Regions from separate parts of the Mus musculus genome. Here regions 2 and 3 are each linked to region 1. Evidence: chromatin contacts called from public HiChIP or PLAC-seq data. All regions are on one chromosome and are shown on one strand. The core of a region is the stretch at or near the end of the contact, and the rest is flanking DNA. Distances in the headings are between cores, read along the strand shown. Region 1 has its middle 140 kb from the start of Pax3. Region 2 overlaps Sgpp2 (sphingosine-1-phosphate phosphatase 2). Region 3 overlaps Farsb (phenylalanyl-tRNA synthetase, beta subunit).

Evidence for each region. HiChIP or PLAC-seq counts read pairs in DNA pulled down with a chosen protein or histone mark.
Region 2: a contact with region 1 is called in an H3K27ac HiChIP or PLAC-seq map of the NIH/3T3 cell line, with 3 times the contacts expected there. The contact joins two enhancer-like sites. A contact is called at or near these places in 1 of 115 datasets of contacts at active chromatin or transcription factors (the NIH/3T3 cell line) and 1 of 9 other capture datasets (embryonic tail).
Region 3: an H3K27ac HiChIP or PLAC-seq map of embryonic fibroblasts shows a contact between it and region 1, with 3 times the contacts expected there. The contact joins two enhancer-like sites. A contact is called at or near these places in 2 of 115 datasets of contacts at active chromatin or transcription factors (cardiomyocytes and embryonic fibroblasts) and 1 of 9 other capture datasets (embryonic tail).

The regions. Positions count from the first base shown.
Region 1 is chr1:78,056,672-78,059,371 of GRCm38.p6, forward strand. No RefSeq gene overlaps it. Among named protein-coding and RNA genes, the nearest start is that of Pax3, 140 kb to the right of the region's middle. Within about 2 kb of position 1,405, at least 46 of the 459 cell types and tissues checked have an H3K27ac peak or open chromatin away from gene starts, as enhancers often do. A contact at or near this core is called in the NIH/3T3 cell line and embryonic fibroblasts, where this site is marked.
Region 2 is chr1:78,386,682-78,389,381 of GRCm38.p6, forward strand. The region is part of intron 2 of Sgpp2 (sphingosine-1-phosphate phosphatase 2); the gene reads left to right. Among named protein-coding and RNA genes, the nearest start is that of Gm51634, 31 kb to the left of the region's middle. Within about 2 kb of position 1,335, at least 33 of the 459 cell types and tissues checked have an H3K27ac peak or open chromatin away from gene starts, as enhancers often do. A contact at or near this core is called in the NIH/3T3 cell line, where this site is marked.
Region 3 is chr1:78,449,792-78,452,491 of GRCm38.p6, forward strand. The region is part of intron 15 of Farsb (phenylalanyl-tRNA synthetase, beta subunit); the gene reads right to left. Among named protein-coding and RNA genes, the nearest start is that of Farsb, 38 kb to the right of the region's middle. Within about 2 kb of position 1,275, at least 22 of the 459 cell types and tissues checked have an H3K27ac peak or open chromatin away from gene starts, as enhancers often do. A contact at or near this core is called in embryonic fibroblasts, where this site is marked.

The DNA.
Region 1 (2,700 bases), core at 155-2,654:
TGGCAGGAACAGCTGCGAGCTTGCATCCTGATGCAAGAACTGCACAAGTCTTTGAAACTCAAAGCTCACCAAGGTCCTCCTTCTCTAAGAAGGCCACAGCCCCTGATCCTTCTCAAATAGTTCCACCAGTTGAGGTCTAAGTAGTCAAACATGAGCCTATAAAGAGCATCCATCCTCATTTCAACCACCGCAGTCATCTGCTAAGTTTTTTTTTTTCTGTTACAAAAAAATTACAAATTTAGAGCCAAAGCATGCTGTGACTTTTGTGATCATCCTGTGACCTTTATAAAAGATTTGCTCCTCTTTCTAGTAATCTGAAATTCTAAGCTCTGGAAAGTCATATGAGAAGCTGCAAAGTGTGGTTTCATTGTCAGCTTTGAAATGTAAAGGCTGGAAGACTGTGTTCTACATAAGGGCTCATCTGAATACATCAAATCTATGCACAAGTCCAAACAAAACTTGATAGATGGCTTTCAGTTACATTATCTTCTTATGACTCTACGAAATAGGCGAAAACATTTATCTTCATTTTATATATGCACAAACTGATGATCAAGAGGTCAAATGGCTTGCCCAAAATTATGCGCAATAATGAACTGATAGAATTACACCATATCTATTATATCTGACATCCACCTCTATCTTAAGACAGTATGTGAAGATAGTACGGCAAGCCCAGTTGATCATAATTCCAAAACCTTTCCCACTGCTAAAAACAACCCAAATTTTATTCATTCTTAGCCATCTCCTGAAAAGAATTTGCAGGTTACCCCTCCCAGCCCAAGAGTCAAATTAATTTAAACCAATCCTACTAATTGGCCCCCCCTTTCCAGTGAACTTGGTCTACAAACTAAATCTTGACCAAGGAAACCTAAGAGGAACTTGCTGTGGGGCTGTGTGAGGATGTGAGATTTGAAGCAGCTCAGATAACTTTATAAACACAAGAATGGCTTTCCAGGATGAGGAAGGGCTATGCAGAAGTATGGAATAGAAAAAACTCTGGACCACTGATGACAGAGATGAGCCCTACAAAAAAGGTCTAAGTTATTCCTTACCTTTGAACCTCTTACAACCAAATCCAAAAATCCTCACTATCTCCAAATCTCTTATTCATTGGGACAATAATCCCCTATTGTCTGTCTTTACCTAATTTTCTGTGACAACACTTGAGGCCATTCACACTTAGTGCCAAACTGGTTATTTCTTGGATTCTCTGCTGTAATTTCCCTTGGAAAGTCTATCCAGTCAATATTGCTGCCATTTTTTCTTCAGAAGAGGCCTTAAAGCTTCCAAAATTCAGTTGCTTTCCCAAGCTCATGAATTTAGACATTCTAGAATGAGGCTCCAACGTCATAGTGTCTGACTCCAGGCATGTCACGAGATAAACACTTCTGTAGACGCAGCAGCAAAGCAATGACTCAGCCTCATGGGAGCCTCAAACATCCTGCCACAAGTTTAGCTGTGGCTATTGAGGAATCAAAGGCTTTTTCTTTTCTTCTTTTCCCCCCCAGCCTTTAGACATAGCCCTTCAGGGTTAAATGCTTGTTCCTCGGTACACAGCAGACCATTCCACCATCCAGATTTCCTAAAAACCTCTGAGGAGAGGCTCTCTAACAAACAAATGGTTCCAGAAAAACATGAGGAATAGTCAGTCCTCTGTCTTGGCAGCTTTAAAGGAAATGCAAGATGTCTGAATAGAAAAGATATAGCAATAAGGGGCTACAGAGATGACTCAGAGGTTAAGAACACTGACTGCTCTTCCAGAGGTTCTGAGTTCAATTTCCAGCAACTAATGGTGGCTCACAGCCATCTGTAATGGAATCCAATACCCTCTTCTGGTGTGTCTGAAGACAGTTACAATGTACTCACATACATAAAATAAATAAATCTTCAAAAAAAGAAATGTTACAATAACCTAACAGGTACCTTAGCAAAACAATCCAGTCATAATCAATGATGTTAAAGTTCCATAGAACTCACATCTGGCTGTCATTTGTCTTACTTTCTCATCCCTCAGAAGAGTGAGGAGACAGGAAAATTCCAAACCTAAATGACTTTAACCTAAGACTTTCAAATGATTCAACATGTGAATATTAGTATTTTATAGTTTGTCATTGGGGGAGTTGCTTCTGTCTTGCTTTGTTTTGTTTTGTTTTCAATCTGAAAATATCAGTTTGTTCTGTCCAACCGCGTTGCCAGGCAGTCGCTATATAAAAAAAAAATAAACGTGTGATGGATATCATTCTCCTTGAAGACTTAATAAACAACTTAGTTGATCAAACTCATGCACACAAAAACTAGACAGGAGACAATTCAAGTGGACTTATTTACCAGTAAAATTTCTGCAGAAACTCGATACTCTTTAATAAGCCTTGGAAAACAATGGTTCTTTTTCTTGTGCTTATAAAGAAGTAACAGTGGACATTTTAAAACATGTTTTAATCACTATTGTATTTCATTGTTATTATTTTCATAACAATCTTATGTGTTTCAACTTTGTATCTGTAGAAAGAGTAACAACATTGCCAAGGGATCCATTTATCAGATTACCAAAGCTCCATAATCTGAAAGAGTTTAGGGCTCTCCAGCTTTGAATGGTCAACTTCTGCTTGGATTTCAGCAAACATCGACTTCTGCTTAGCAGACACATGTCACTGTTTAGACTGCCTGACTTCTCCTTCCGTGGAGTTTTAGATTTGC
Region 2 (2,700 bases), core at 85-2,584, 330 kb after region 1:
TGTATGTGTATACATGTATAATGTATATGTATATATAAATTTTTCCAACTCACTTGTATAAATGCCTAGTATGATCCCCAGCTTATGATAAGAATATGTCTAACTTTGTAAAAGAATGTTTTTAAATCATCTTTGGAAGTGATCTTACAATTTTGCTTTCCAGCTACTGATGAATGGGTGTTTCTTTTACTCTGAAACCCCACCAGCATGTGGCATTGTCAGGTTTCTGCACTTTACCACTCCAATATGTACATTGCTGTGTTACTATATAATCAGTGGCATATGGTGTTGAACACTTGACATCTCAGACCCATCCTTTTTTCTCAATTCTGTCAAACCTATAACCTCTATTTGTTCTATTCAGTTCCCAAACCCCCATACTTGGCAGCTCAGAACCATCTGCAACTCCAGCCCCAGGAGATCATACACCCTCTTCTGGACTCTGTGGACACCTGCAGTACTGTGTGTGTGTGTGTGTGTGTGTGTGTGTGTGTGTGTGTGTGTCTGTGTGCACATGCCCCCTACCTCCTCATATTCCTTTGTGGCTTCTCCCCTTCCTAGCAAATAAATATTCACTTTCTCTCACTGTGAGGTAGCTCACATTTTTAAGAATTTTATATGAATTTAGAAGCATTTAGCTGTGCCATTCACTTTCTGTGATGCTTCATTCTGCAGTATCGTTCTTAGCTTTGTCTCTATTTAAACGTATGTCAGCAGCTCAGGGTTCTTGTTGTTTCATAGTAGCATTCAACTGACTGATGACAACACATTTTAGTCCCCTTCTGATGGGAGTTGAGCTGTTTCCAGCTTGGGACTATTAACAAACCAACAAACCCTGCAGTGAACATCCATAGGCAGAACTGTGTGGCCCATGCTTTCCTTTGCTGTGAGTGAATGTCTAGGGTGGCATGGCTGGATCACATGACTAGAATACTCTTAACATCGTTAGGAACTGCCATACTTTTCCAGAGTGGCTGTGCATTCTCAGTGCCTAAGAGAGCTCCAGAACTCTATCCTTGCCACTGCCTGATGTGGTTGGTTCCATTTGTCTTAGTCATTTTAGAGGATGTATGCCACTGTACCTCATTTGTGCAACTCCAAAGGTTCGAGTCTCCTAGTAAGTTGTATGCCACTCCCCATTCTCATTTATCGAAGCTTCTGCTCATGTTGTTCTTGCGACCAGAGCACCTCTTTCCCTTCACTCCTCTTAATTAAGCCATTTTCCCTTAATACTCAGCCCCAGGGTCTTTGGACCCAAGTGCCTTCCTACATGCAACTGTTTGAGTCAGCTTTGTAACAAAATGTCTGAGATAAGCAACTTAGACAAAAGAAATAGTCATTCTGACTCACAGCTGTGAAAGCTTGAAATCTATACGCCCTGTGTTTAGGCCTTGTGGTGGGTGAGGTAGCAGATGCTGGTAGAGGAAGCTGCTTGCCTCATGGTGGCCCGGAAGCAAAGAGAAAGGAAAAACAAGCTGGTGGCCCACCTAAAGGTCGCAGTGACTCCCATTAGGATCCAAACTAAAGCATGCACCCCACAGAGCTCTGTGAATAACTTCCTGTTGAATGTTTTCTTGTGTTTAACCAGACTCTGTGCAGCCCATTTCCCTACTCAAGGCCACGGAGCTGATACAAGGTTGGCACACCCTCGCTTGGCTGTCCTGAGCAGCACTAGCAGAGACAGAGCACCATACTGTGAGCCAATTCTTTACCTCTGCCTTGAAGATTTCAGGACTGTTTTCTCTTGCTTAAAGAGAGCTACTTATGTATCCATTTTCATTTGGATTTTTTTTAAGTTGGAAACAATGTGTAGGTGTGGCAGTGTTTTTAAGGGACCTGAAGAATTGTCCTAATTCTAAACATCCTTTGAGCATAGAAGGGAGAATAAAAATGTAGTCAAAGAGACTTGTAAACTTCAAGAAAATTAGATTTGGTTCAAGCGTTACCCAATCTCTCTTGATGTTACGATTTTAAGGCTTCAGGGCTGTGAATTTTCAGTATTTTGATTGAATTTGTCATCTATGACTGTGACATTTTGTTTACTTTGGTGGTGAGGAAGGGGCAGAGGTGAAATGTTTTTAGCAGCTTCTGAGAAATTCTTGGTAGTCGGTAGTGTTCTACATGCCCCATCTAAGAGCTGGATGAGGTTTTACAGGTTCCTGGGAGGGAGGTGGAGACATAAAAAGAGTGGCTCCAGGAGACTCATTTTGGTAATCAGGGATGGTAAAGAGGCTGTGTTTCAAAGTCCATTGGAAATCACAGGGATGGAATTCAGCGGCTGTCAATGAGGCTTTACAGCCTGGGGATTTGTCCTGCTGTGCAAGATAGCCTCTGCAGGGTTTTAACCCAGGCACTGTGCCTCCCTGGGGAGGATACAATGCCAAATTAACCTGCCACTTGAAGTGTGGAGAGAAAGCATCCCTGTGTGGAAATTCCTGGCAATCAGCTGGCTAGTCCAAGTACTTTTGAAATAGTCCTTCTTAAGAATTCCATCCCAAGGTGAGACGACTCCATCCACCAGAAGCTAAGCCAAGCCCTGGCGACCATAGATTCTGTTGCCATAGTTAAGATGAGAAGGCTGGTAACTAAGGCCTTCTAACTAAGTGCACACTGACCTGTGCAGGAGAGTCTCCTGCCAGAAAGGGGTCCTGGGTTCCTGCATAAACGGAGAGAGGGAGGGAGACAGGAAGACTACCTCAG
Region 3 (2,700 bases), core at 25-2,524, 390 kb after region 1:
AAATATATGTTCAATTGTAAGGAACAAAAAAAAAAATCCAGCAAAAACTTTCCTAAAATGCTTTTATATGGCAGCACCAAAGTATACACTTTTATTTTAAAATGATGCTGAGAAGCCAAGAAACAAATGTGAAAAGAAATCTCTAAAATGCTCAATGCATCCAGGGGAAATTTATATTCCTGAGGGTTGGCTTCTATGTTGTTAACAGAAACCTGGAATGGATTTTTATCTATTAAAAAAAAATACAGCACTGGATGCATGACAAGGCACATTATACTCACGTTAGCAGATCTTAACTTTGTGGAACCAAGCACACAAAAATAACTTTCTATATTAAAAATGATATATTTACTCAGCTAAGATGCCATCTCATATGAGAAGGATGCTACTTCAAAAACTGTTAACGTCAGTCTCCTTACACCCATGTTTTTTGAATTATTAATTGGAAATTCTACATGCCAAAAAATATGAAATGGTGAAATTAAATTAATCCAGACTGATGACATAAGCCCTCTTCAGAAAGCCGCATTCCACATGTGGATGCTGGATAATCTTCTATTATCTGAGGCTCCAGAATTGATGGACAGTATCTCAGAAGATAGGTATTCACAAACCTATAATAAAATCTTCTTCTTTAGCCGTCATCGAACACGTAAGTTTCATACCAAAACTTATGAAGACTGGACCCTTCTTTCACTCATCCATGTCTACTTTCTGTCAGCTAGAGACTGACGCCATAGTCTTATGCGTGCCCGTGTTTAATGTTCCGTAACCCGTGGCAGATAAGCACTGACATCGCATGTGTGCATGTGTGTACGGATAGTATGCTGAGGAACAACCCACACGAAGACCAACCGTTACGGTGTGTGGTGGCCATGATGCTGGAGGGAGGAAGAAGAAATACAACTCTGAAACAGACCTTGCAATTAAAGGCTTAAAACATAAATTCCTTATTTCCACATGCACTTAAGAAGGGTAAAAAGAAACAGACCGTCTTCTCGCTTACAGAGGCGTCTGGGACAAGGTGAGTGTTTGGGAACCATTTCTCTGTAACCTGGAGGCAGGGAAAATGGAGTTCAAAGCAGGAGCCGCTCTGGAAGATGGAGCAAGGTCTGAGGGAGTCAAAAGCTCAGAGTAGCTGAGCTTCGAGAAGAAAGGGAGGCTGTCTAGAGCTTATGTGAGAGCTCGAACCCAGTGCACTTAGTACAGCAGTGACCAAGTCCAAACCGTCTGAAACCATGCACGTGAGGCTGCTCCTTGGATGAGCGGGTTATGCTGATCTGCTCCTAATGACGTAAGCCCCCAACCCCTTTACAGAGCAAGCCAAGCTCACCCACATCCTTAAGTTCCTGTTCCTTTTAGACCTGCTCATCCTCGACCCAGAGATCCGCTTTCTTGCATTTCAGTGAGATTCGAGGCATAGTGGCAGCTTCCACAGCACTGAGGGAGGAACTGTGACTACAGGACTCAACTGTGTTTAAACCGTGGGAAGGCCTGATTGTGCAAACTGTGCTAGCTTTTCCAGACAGGCAGCCTTTTGCTCATCCCTGCAGTTTTCCTGGCTTTTAAAAATATTTTGTTTACGGTTTGGTCATTCCTGACATTGAAGTGAATGACGATTAACATCTGAAAGCAGCCAGTAACTTTCACAGCAGCCTTGCATGCTCGCCACAGCTACCCTCCCTGCTACAAAACTAAAAACTTACCCTAGGGCAGAGTCTGTACTCAGTTTCTTGTTCCAAAAACACATGCCACTCTGTCCACCAAAAGGGGTAAATCAGCTCAGGCCCCTGAGTCATGACTAATTGTTAAAAGTGTTACAGCAGCTTCGGAGCTTGAGGCTCAGCAAATGCAGTGGCTGCTCAGCCTCACACAAGCCAAACGTGCCTGATTTACAGTGAAGTCTTAATGCCTGAAAAGTGTGCCTGACTTGGTTTCAAAACTGCCAGCCTGACAGCCTCATTCATCACGATGGCCAGTGAGAGCAGTGCTCGTTAGAGTAAAATGTCTGATTAGGTCAAGCAGGGAAATGGGAGTAGTCTTTTGCTTGCTTTCAGAAAAACTTGGGTCAGACAGGAAAAGAAAGAAATTTAGATTCCATTCTTGTCTTCATTTTGGAAGCTATGTTTGCCAAACAGACACTCATATGAGGCTCAGGGGTGCTAGGATTTTCTCGGCATTACAGAATGAGTTACTGGCAGTCCTAGGTCCATTCTCTGCATTCCCAGGGTACTTTGCACATTCTCTCCACATGGAACATGGATACACGGGGTGGCCAGTGAGCCCCAGGGTTCTGCCAGCCCCTGCCTCCCTGGTCTTGGTAAGACAGGCACATGCTGCCAGGCTTGGTTTCTCACATGGGTGCTGAGAATCTGAACACAGCTCTACATGTAGATGTGGCAGGTGCCCTCTTAGACTTACAGTCCTTTCTAGTTTTCTATCACTGTGGTTAACTAGACCACCTGGTTCCTGCTTGCCACACATCACCATTTTTTTGAACCCCATAATTTTGGGACTGCTCACTAAAGAGATTTGGGAAATCTCATTATTAATTGGAAAATCCCTCTATCAGTTATTTTGGTAGTTTCAAAAAGTTTCATTTAGGAACATATGGCCAGGAGAGAGAGGACTTCTAATTTGTAAATGGTAAATTACTCAAAGAGAAATCTCTGTGATTTATTGATTGACTGACTGATTACT